2 separate regions of the Mus musculus genome follow, and region 1 is linked to region 2. A link is a contact called in public Hi-C data. All regions are on one chromosome and are shown on one strand. The core of a region is the stretch at or near the end of the contact, and the rest is flanking DNA. Distances in the headings are between cores, read along the strand shown.

Region 1 (5,132 bases), core at 960-3,459, 160 kb after region 2:
ACATACGCCTTCAGCAATGTGTAGGGGCTCAGAAATTAGGGGAAATGACTCTTCCTTCAACATATCTATTTAGAGAAAGATACGGGAAAGAGAGATGGAGAGAGAGAGAAATAAAGACTTCCATACTCAAAGAGACCATTAGGAATCATTATCAGCTAGCTCTATCATGGGGCTTACTTGAGGAATAAATACAAAAGTAAAGGCATTCAGAGACACCAAGCATCCTCTAGATGTTGGATAGTATTAGGGATAATTGATAACTTTGGAATGACTATATGCTTTTTAAAAGTAATATTTGTCCTTTAAAAGAGTATGGTAAAGTGTTTTTAAGATCAGTAACCTGGTGCTAGGGAATTGCTTATTATAATCTGAATCTAAGGGCAGATGAACAGTTTGAGACTGCTAAGATGGGTGACTGCTGTATGGAAACCACTTTCCTTTTTTTTCAGTTCCTCTGTTCTAGAATGTGCATATTCAATGTAAAATAATAATGTTTACCTGATAAGAGAGATACCATGGTCAAGGCATTAGTTTTTAAGGGCCATGCTACTGCCGTTTTGTTGTGCCTGTCCCTGTGGCTTCTTCAAATGTGGGTTATTCAACTGCACAACTTATAATAATGGATGATATTATCTGTACAGAAAATAAAATAATAACAGTCAAATAACAAGCTATAAAGAACAAAGGTGTCTGGGGATACCTCAACAGCCTAACAGAACAGAGCCTGTAGTTTGACATTGACGACAACCAATGTAACAAGTGGGATGTCTGCAATCTATCCAATGATGAGTGACTGGACACTTATGACTAATATTCAGAGGAGGATTTACATGACCTTGCACTTACAAATTTGAAAATCATTGATCGCTGGACTTTGGGTGCCAGGCGTACCGTGAGACAGAATGCTTGCCTTGCTCCATCTCCTCCAAGGACACACTGAAGCTCTCCTGCTCTCCTGTTGTTTCCTGCACAAGCTCACTTCTTCGCTACTTATTAATATACTTCCTACGTTGACAGCTGTCACTTCCTGGAACTGCATACCCTCATTTCTCCAACTCACTGCTCTCCGTTTCTAAGCTTAGTATGTGTGCCTACTAAACTGACCAATTAAAATAGACTGATGTCTGAATGGAACCCACTGAAAAATGTGCCTAATCTATGCTGGCAGAGAAATACTTGCCTGTGTTTTATGATGAGGCAATCCATCACCAGAAACACATTTCTAAAAGCAGAGGTGCTTAAAACACTTTCAGATTACAGAAATGGAGACATGCTTTTAGGTTGCAGTAGCCAGTCACTGTGGTATCAAGTCCTGTCTGATGTATTAATGAGGCCACTTGGGCTGGGTGAAGCCTCCCCTGGGCTGAGGGAAGAGCAACTACTCATGTCTGTTGTGGGCACACAGAACATACAGCCCCTGTTTTCATCTGCCCATCAAATAAGTCTACAGATGCCTAAAACAGCATCTCAATAGGAGAGGCATCATTGGTCTATGACGGTGTCAAAACTGAAGAATATCTGTGTATGTAATTTGTCTAGTATGTGCAAGGCCCTGGTGCAATGCCTAGTAATACACACACACACACACACACACACACACACACACACACACACACAAACAGAGGGAGAGGGGGAGGGAGAGGGAGAGGGAGAGGGAAATTAGCTTTAAAATCTCAGCTATCCCCTTTATTAAATATGTGAACCCTAGCCAAGTTCAGAGAAACAAAAATGATGGACAGTCAGAGAGACACTGAACAGGGGAAGAAAATGGAAAGGGATGTTGGGAGTTAGCAGCCAGAGGGAGGGACACAAGGGCTATAAAGTTTACAAAGAGCCTAAAGCTGGAGCAGAGACTGCTGAGATTATGTGGGAGGCCATCTTTGGGGACAAATTTTGTCTGCATTGGCTTGGGTAGGCCTTATCGCAGTGTTAACTACAACCACGCCCAAGCCTTGAGGCCATCAGAATTTGCACCAAGTTCAGAGGGTTTCTGAAAGGCAGCAAGCTATCCTGCGTGAGCAGCACCATGGAAACAGCATGGCTCTGCAGGGGTGGGAGGTGGGAGGTGGGAGGTGGGGGGTGGCTTGTCAGCTGCATGGTTTGCTTGTGTCTGAGCTTGGCTTCCAGGACTGCTTGCTCCAGTGAGGGCAGGGTAGAGAAGGAAGGTGAGCCACGGAGTGGTTGTTCTGGAAGGCTTTAGCCAATCCTCTGAGAGCAGCTAGCAGGGTTTCCTAGGCAGCTCCCTAGACTGCCCAAGCTTGAGCCAGTAAGAAGGCTTGCTGCAGAACCCTTTGGAAACAAATCTGCTTCCATCTAGTGGTAACTGAGACAACATACAGCGGACAGATGGTAAATGATTGCCTAAGCAAGCCTTATTGCTCTCTTCCAAGCCCAAGGGCAAATCACTTTCCAGATCAGAAGCCTGGTCCTGCAAGGAGAGCCATGTGCCTTCTTCGCCTATAAAGTGCGAAAATCTTGAGGGCTCTACAGCTTCTGGGGCTCACTGGATGGTCGAAATAGACACTTCACAGACCTAAAGAGAAGCAAAGTGTCTAGTCTCATGTGTCTCTGAAAACTTGAATCTGTGCAAAGAGCATCTAAATAGGTAGAGAAGAAACACACACACAAATGATCAAATAGATCTCGGACGAGCAACTATTTGGGATTCAGCAGCAAGCGAGGCTTAAATAATATAGTCAAATCTGTTCAGTACACAACGATTTGTTTTCATTTCTCAGTTTTTCATTGCTTTGGGAAAACCAGTATTTCATGCTTGTTTGGCAAAAGGACATAGGAATAATGCTTTATGTTAAGTTACTTTGATTTCCCTAAAGGGAAAGTCTCTCTAAAGGCAGCCAGGAACTTCTGCGCTTCTCATTCTAAGCCCAGAAACAGTGGATCCAACCAAGACTGGGACACAGAGGCAGAGGTTCAGCAAACACTCTTCAGGTTCTCTGCAGAGAGCGCCTGTTGCTCTGCTCCGCCCTTCATCTTTCCCCTTTCTCCAAAGGGACACATTCTGTGCTCCCCGTTTTTTTTTTTCTGTTTCTTAGATTATTTATTTTTCCAACTACCAACAATTATCCATCCTTCTCCATAACTCCCAACAGCCATTTGGAAGTCACTGAATGTTGGAACCCAAAGGACTCTATTTAAGTCTTTATATCAACACAACGAGTCAATCATTGTGAGGAGCCGCCCTCACAGTCGCCGTTACAAGATGGCGCTGACATCCATTGCTCGTAGTAAAAGGTGGGCAGGCGTCAGGGAATCTTTCCATTACCTGAGCCCTGCCTGTCTCGTGGCGTCATCTGGCTGAAGGTGGGCAGCCAATCCCGGTGGTGCACATCTCCAACCGTACTTCCAACAGTACTTCGCAGCCTATATAAGGGAAGTGTTTTCTGCTCTCTGGGTCTCCTCTCCTGAAGCTGATCATCTATCTCTCAAGATGTATTAAAGCTGTACTGCAGAAGGATCCGAGTGGCCTGCGTGCGTTTTGCTGGCGAGACAGTAGCATGGGTCAAATCATCTTTGAGACTTTTGGACAAGAGATACACTAACTGGTTAATGAGTTTTGACTATTGTAACATTATTTTGGATAGTCACAAGTGTCTTAGTCTATTCATTTACCCAATGGCTTGCTCATACACCCATTTCTTCTGTGCAGTGTCACACTGGTCTTTAATTCCCACAGAATACTCAGGTGCTATGCCACATTTCTTAGCTTTTCTGGTCAGAGGTAGTGGACATGTTCTGGCCAATGGGCTGATTAAGTTGTGCTACACCTAACACTGTATTCTCAACATCTGTATTCCTTTGTGTTGGGAATCTTGGTGATTAGTGTTGTGCTGATAAATGTGAGTCTGCATAATCTATGGTGTCTCACAATATTACGTTAGTATGTGTCATCCTCTATTCTATGTGTATGGGGGGGATTATAATACCTGGCTGTCGCAAGCCAACATGAACTGAAACTGGAGATAGAGCTATCAAATCAAAGTTACCTGCATGCAGAGTTACAGCATGGAGCAGCCATGAAAGTCATTTTTGCTAAGAACAGATCCTACATATGTGAAAGCAAATTGTTAAGTACTAAACCTCAGGGATTGTGTTTGTTGCTGAAGCTCAAACAGGGCTTATTGACTATGACCTCAATATTTGCTACAAGATTTGAGATTTTCAGTGTTCTAAATGACTAGAGAACATATCGCTAATGCCTTCTTCTTGAAGTTCTTTGTTTTGGTATAAAACAAATACAAAAAAAAAGTGTGATGGCCTAGACATGTAGCTCACAGGTAACACAATTCTTACCATATACATGATCTTAGGTGAAATTCCCAGAACACAAAGACATAGACATAAATACAGACAGTCACACACAGACAAATACCACACATGCACACACACACACACACACACACACACACACACACACACACACACCATCATCACCAGCACCACACCACCAGCACCACTTCCCCCACCACCAGACAGACAGTCACACACAGACACATACCATACATAAATACACAACGACAATAACAGACAGACATAGATACAGAGAGACACAGACACAGATACAGACAAGACAGACAGACAGACAGACATCGACAGAGAGAGGGGGGAGGGAGAGAAGGGGGAGGGAGGGAGAAAGAGGGGGGGAGGGAGGGAGAGAGGGGGAGAGGGAGAGAGAGAGAGGGAGAGGGAGAGAGAGAGAGAGAGAGAGAGAGAGAGAGAGAGAGAGAGAGAGAGAGAGAGTATGTTAGGTGAGTTCTTTCTCTCATCCCTCCATACTTGTAATTGTTCTTTAGACTGACTGAAGGAGGCAGGAGACTCGATGAAGAAAGAAAGGATTTTGCTGACTATACACATACCATTGGTTCCTTCAGAGAATGAACCCTCAGATGTTATGCTTGGGAGGCACAGGCCAGAAAGAATGTGCTTGACCTCAGACTCCAGAGAGAATCACATTTTTCACATGTGTCAGCCTGGAGCAGTGATCTGGGAACAATGTAGACAGCATGAGGTATGGCTGGGGGTTTGATGGAGACAGTACACCCCCTCTGGCTTTAATTATGAGGGTCAGGCACCTCTAGTACATTCATAATCAGATGTCCAACAGAAGAACGGAT
Region 2 (4,944 bases), core at 1,583-4,082:
TTTGTTTTATGTGTATGAGTGCTTCCCTATAGTACATGATTATGTACTATGTGCATGCCTGGTGTCCACAGAGGTCCAGAGGGAACGGCAAATCCCCTACAAGTGGAGTTACGATGTTCAGGAGCAGGGTGTGTTCTGGGAACCAAACCCAGGTCCTCTGAAAGAGCAAGAAGTGCTCTTAGCCTCCTAGTTGTCTTCACCCCAGTCCCAGAACATTTCCTTTTCAAGGTTATATTCTCTTACTTGCCTATTCACCCTACTCTTCTCTTCCAACACATAAAGATATGACAGAGCTAAGAAAAACAAAAACAAAACAAGGCAGGTATTTGTAAAGAATAGAAAGGTCAATTTTCCCAGATCAAAATGCAGGACAGCCAGACCTCTAGTCCACTGGTGGAAATATTCCCTTGTGGAATTTGACAAACTGCCATGAGTTTACAACTGCCATGACAAACTGCCATAACCCAAATCCAGCAAACACCCATTAATGTTTTGGTCTAATGATGTGTGGTTTCATACCTAAGTTAAAGAAGAACATAAAAGACAATACATTTAAAAGTATGTATGAATGCACTCTACTGAACAAAGCCAAAGTGGAGCCCAGTGGTTCTTAAAGGCTCCTGCAGGAAGCAAATCTTTTGTCCTGTTTGGGCAGGCCAGGGCACTTAATGACATGCAAGAGGCTTAGCTAAGGAGATTAGTGGGCTCTGATTCACACAGCAACCAAACCAAAGGACTTACTTATATGATGCAGCTGTACAGACCCACAGACACACATGCATTAATTATAAGTTAATCACATCAAACCCCTTACTTAGTGTAGAACTAGGAAGAAAAAATAAATTGACACCACAAATAATATCATATCCAAACAATGGATTGCATTAACATGTCTATTTCTAGTTTATATTAGTTTTCCAATTGAATGGTATATGACAAGGATATATTAAAATTGATAACACTGTAGAAACCCATAGATAAACAAGAAAGAAAATATGTTGCTAGCACACAGGTGATATTACAGTACCTAGGAAAATGAGAGATTGAAAGCAAACTGAATCTTTTATTTCTTTTCCTGAATAGAAGTGGCGGTCACAGGACTGAGGCCACCTCATATAGAAGAGTTAGGATGACCCTGGCTCCAGAACCATACTGTTTGGAAAGGTGACTTCTCCTGCTCAACTAGCAACTGTATGGTGCAGTAGGGCCTCAGGTTTCCCAACCCCGGCCTAGGCCTCAAGTTGATAATATATTTTTAAGGGCTTTGCCTATGAATTGAACAGAGCTATATAAGAGGTTCCTGATACTAGGTAAACACTGTAGTAAGGTGAGAACAAAGCAAGAAAGATCTCTCATTGGTATCAGGCTAAGCCTTCATAGACAGCGAGGCTGTCCTACCAGGGCAGTAAGCTATGGACACATAGATTTCCCTAGAGAGCATGTGCTTTAAGATGAATGATCACGCGTGGTAGCACGACACTTATTTTCAAGGCTCACATTTAATCTTCAAGAAAGCACTTCCAATTTGGATGCATTAAAGTGATGGGGATGATAATGAAGGTAAGTTGGGTGGCAACAGAGATGGAGAAGGTAGAAGTCCAACGCAGCTGTTGGTCTAGATGGGAAAAGTGGAATCTGGGCAGTTCCATGGTCACTAAACAAGTCCCTGGTAGAGAACAGGTGGGACTTCCCTTCTCACGTGGTCCAAGTGGCCATTATCATCATAGCTTATCTATCTGTAAGGTGCACTATCACTAGACTCTAGACATGAATAAAGGAAGTGGTAGTAAAGTTCACTTCTCCCCAGCCCCTAACTGCCCAAATCGCCAAGCAGAATCTCCCAGGATGGCTACAGTGGTTATGTATGTGTGTGCCCTATTCAAGACAATGGTGTTCCTTAAGGGACATTGTGAGAAATTCTGTTGATGAGGCAGGTTGGCTATGGGTTGGTAAATGGGGCCACTCAGCTCTGGCACTCAGGCAATCCATAGCAGACTGCCATCCATGCAAATGCTGCAGTTTCTTTCATTTATTTTATTTAAAAAAAATCAAATCTGCTATCACATACTTTAGAAAAATGACAAACTTTCTGTCAAATATAAAAACTCATAGGATATTAGCCTTTATATATATATATATATATATATATATATATATATATATATATATAAACATGCCTATATATATATATATATATATATATATATATATATATATACATGCCTATATGGGTATGTGAAAAGTCTAAAGGACTCATTAAACTCACAATTCACCTGTGTATATATTTGTACATATATGCTTATGCAAATTTGTAAAAATACGTGCAGATAAATATATGTAGCTACCTCTTCACGAATATGGGCATGCACATGTATATAGCAGAGATTTGCTCAATGAGTGTGCCAAATTTGAACTAACCCTTTGAATACCTATATTTCTATGATAGATAAGGGTCAGTTTCAATCCCAAGTTGGTGGACACTCTATAACATCTAGGATAGATCTAGGCAGGAAGCACAAATGTAAGAATAAAAAACAAGTCAAGGCAATAGGAACTGATGTTACTTCTGTACACATAACTTTCACCTGAAATTCTGAGCTATAGAATTTCTGTCAACAGTTTCAGCGATTTCTATGGATTAAAGTTACATAGCAAATTCTTACACAAGGTATTCTTGTCTTTAAAAAACCAGGGAAATAAAAACTTAAATCATAACCTCAAATCAACCCAGCAAGCCCTCTCCCCTCCCCAGAGTGCCTCTAGCCAAACTCTTCTTTGAGGTCTGACAGACATATCACTTCCGTGCACCCTCCCATCTGGAGCCATGCAGAGTGCAGCCTGTGAGCTCACAGTACCTTGACAGCTCAGGGAAGGCTCAGACTGCGTTTTGGTCAGAAGAACTGGAAAAGGCAGGCAACGAGAAAATGAGAACAACTTGGAGGTCTACAGCAGCCCAAACCAAAGATCTAACTAACTACTCCCTCAGCCTCAAGTGTGAGGTTACACCACCCGCAAAAGAGACAAGGGCATACGCAGAGCTGGCCTGTACCTCCAGGCCTGGTCTCTTAGTCCCAGCAACAGGCTGCTATGCTCGCTGTGAGCACAGAGGGCAGCAGAGCCTTGGAATTCTTCAAGCTGCGCCTTCGGTGTTCAGACAGTGGAGGCATTTGGCCAACAGCACAGTAACCTCTAGCTGCCATCTCCCCTTTCTCCATCAACTGCAGAGATGAGGAAAAGGCTAAGTCCTGCCCCCTAGCCTCTTTCAAGGGCACCCCACACGCACCCTAGCAGTTCTGCTGATCATCTTCAGAAGAGAAAAGGGTTCCCAAGGACACCCTCTGGAAGATTCTCCTCTCTTAGATATTTGGTAGTCAGCAGGATAAGTACAGACATGGAGCAGGATGGTTGGTAACCAAGGTCACCAAAAGAGGCATGTTACAGGTAAAAGGCATACAGTTGGCCTTGGGGCCTGCCGACCACAGGGCAGGGAAATAGGCTGTCATGGCAGTGAGTAGTATACTCAGGGTCTTTGGAGTAGCTAGTTCACGTAAAGAGCTGAAATGCTAATTGGCCTCACTTTGTGCCAGTAGATTGTAAGAGCTATGCTGAGTCGTAGCCCTGCTGAAGGCTTCAGCTTCCATGTCTCTGATAACTGGGAGCAGTGGGGCTTCTCCTTAACAGAGGGTCAGCTTGTATGGCTTCTCCAGGATGCATTTGGACTTCTGTTCTTCTGTTGTCCAAGCGTGGTATGTAACAGAGGCCTCAGTGTGCAAGCCTTTCACTCAGATTCCTTAACGTGGGACAGTTTTTGTTTCTTTTTCTCTAAAATATTCTGTAATCCAAATTTAAACATAACCAAACACACTCGGAGCCGCTGGGCCTGTGCCACTGATGCTGAGAGCACTGTCGGTGTTTTTAAGAGCTACTGGTTGGGAGATCAAGCATGAGGCTCTGAACTCAATCTCAAGTACCACAGCATCGGCAGCAATGAACTTGATGCAATATTCTCTCAGATCCTCTTTTAAGGAGGCTCTTCCATCTACCTTACACTTCCTTTCTTCCATGTCAGGTGAGAGGGTGAATACAGATTCCCCAGGGAAGACGTGGGCTGAGAAAGGTAAAGTGTGGACTGGACTATAAGAGACGCCGTGACCACTGTTCTCACAATATATTTGTTAAGAAGGAAAAACACATTTTTAGAAGAAATTATCTAAAAACCTGTATCTTAAAGGCTATAAAAGAACATATAAAAGACCGACTGGATATTTTTTAAAGTCAGCTGATCTGGAGAGTAATAACAAATGACATAGCAGTCATGTTAGTCTGCCCGATCTTGGAAGGGTCCCTGCATGGCTGCTCTAAGTTCATGATAGCACAGCTATGTCACAAGGGCAGAGTTCCACAGCACATCTGAAAGTCCATCTTAAAACTACAAAATCGAGGACTATAAATTATGTTTTTGTCTGATTATTAACTAAAAATTGAAACCACTATGCCAATCAGAAAAATCTAAATAAAAAATACACTGCCCTGTAGCACCATTTCTCAGGGGCCACCACTCAAGGTGCTACTAATGACTGTCCAGGAAAGCCCCACAGGCACACACACCATAGGTACAGCACTAGCAGGAAGCACCATTTCTCAGGGGCCACCACTCAAGGTGCTACTAATGACTGTCCAGGAAAGCCCCACAGGCACACACACCATAGGTACAGCACTAGCAGGAAGCACCATTTCTCAGGGGCCACCACTCAAGGGTGCTACTAATGATTGTCCAGGAAAGCCCCACAGGCACACACACCATAGCTACAGCACTAGCAGGAAACTAGTGTAGAATTTGTCTGCAGGACTCATCTCCAGAATTGGGAGCTTTCAGAGGGCGGTCAATGTGCTTCTGGCAAGTGATCCTAGATTCACGCAGTGGCTAAACCCTGGGAGCAAGGA

Evidence for each region. A called contact is a pair of places that touch in the nucleus more often than the background predicts.
Region 1: a Hi-C map of stem cell-derived neural stem cells shows a contact between it and region 2, with 3 times the contacts expected there. The contact joins two enhancer-like sites. A contact is called at or near these places in 6 of 39 promoter capture datasets (Sertoli cells, cancer-associated fibroblasts, embryonic stem cells and 2 more), 6 of 15 datasets of contacts at CTCF or cohesin (embryonic stem cells, hippocampal excitatory neurons, liver and 1 more), 182 of 484 Hi-C or Micro-C datasets (the 4T1 cell line, 8-cell embryo, the AML12 cell line and 80 more), 24 of 115 datasets of contacts at active chromatin or transcription factors (PVALB interneurons, astrocytes, cardiomyocytes and 13 more) and 5 of 9 other capture datasets (adipose tissue, embryonic stem cells, embryonic tail and 2 more).

Annotation. Positions count from the first base shown.
Region 1 is chr11:12,530,287-12,535,418 of GRCm38.p6, forward strand. No RefSeq gene overlaps it. Among named protein-coding and RNA genes, the nearest start is that of Cobl, 68 kb to the left of the region's middle. Within about 2 kb of position 2,210, at least 73 of the 459 cell types and tissues checked have an H3K27ac peak or open chromatin away from gene starts, as enhancers often do. A contact at or near this core is called in Sertoli cells, cerebral cortex, craniofacial prominence and 4 more, where this site is marked.
Region 2 is chr11:12,370,474-12,375,417 of GRCm38.p6, forward strand. The region is part of intron 4 of Cobl (cordon-bleu WH2 repeat); the gene reads right to left. Among named protein-coding and RNA genes, the nearest start is that of Gm30596, 12 kb to the right of the region's middle. Within about 2 kb of position 2,833, at least 113 of the 459 cell types and tissues checked have an H3K27ac peak or open chromatin away from gene starts, as enhancers often do. A contact at or near this core is called in Sertoli cells, cerebral cortex, craniofacial prominence and 4 more, where this site is marked.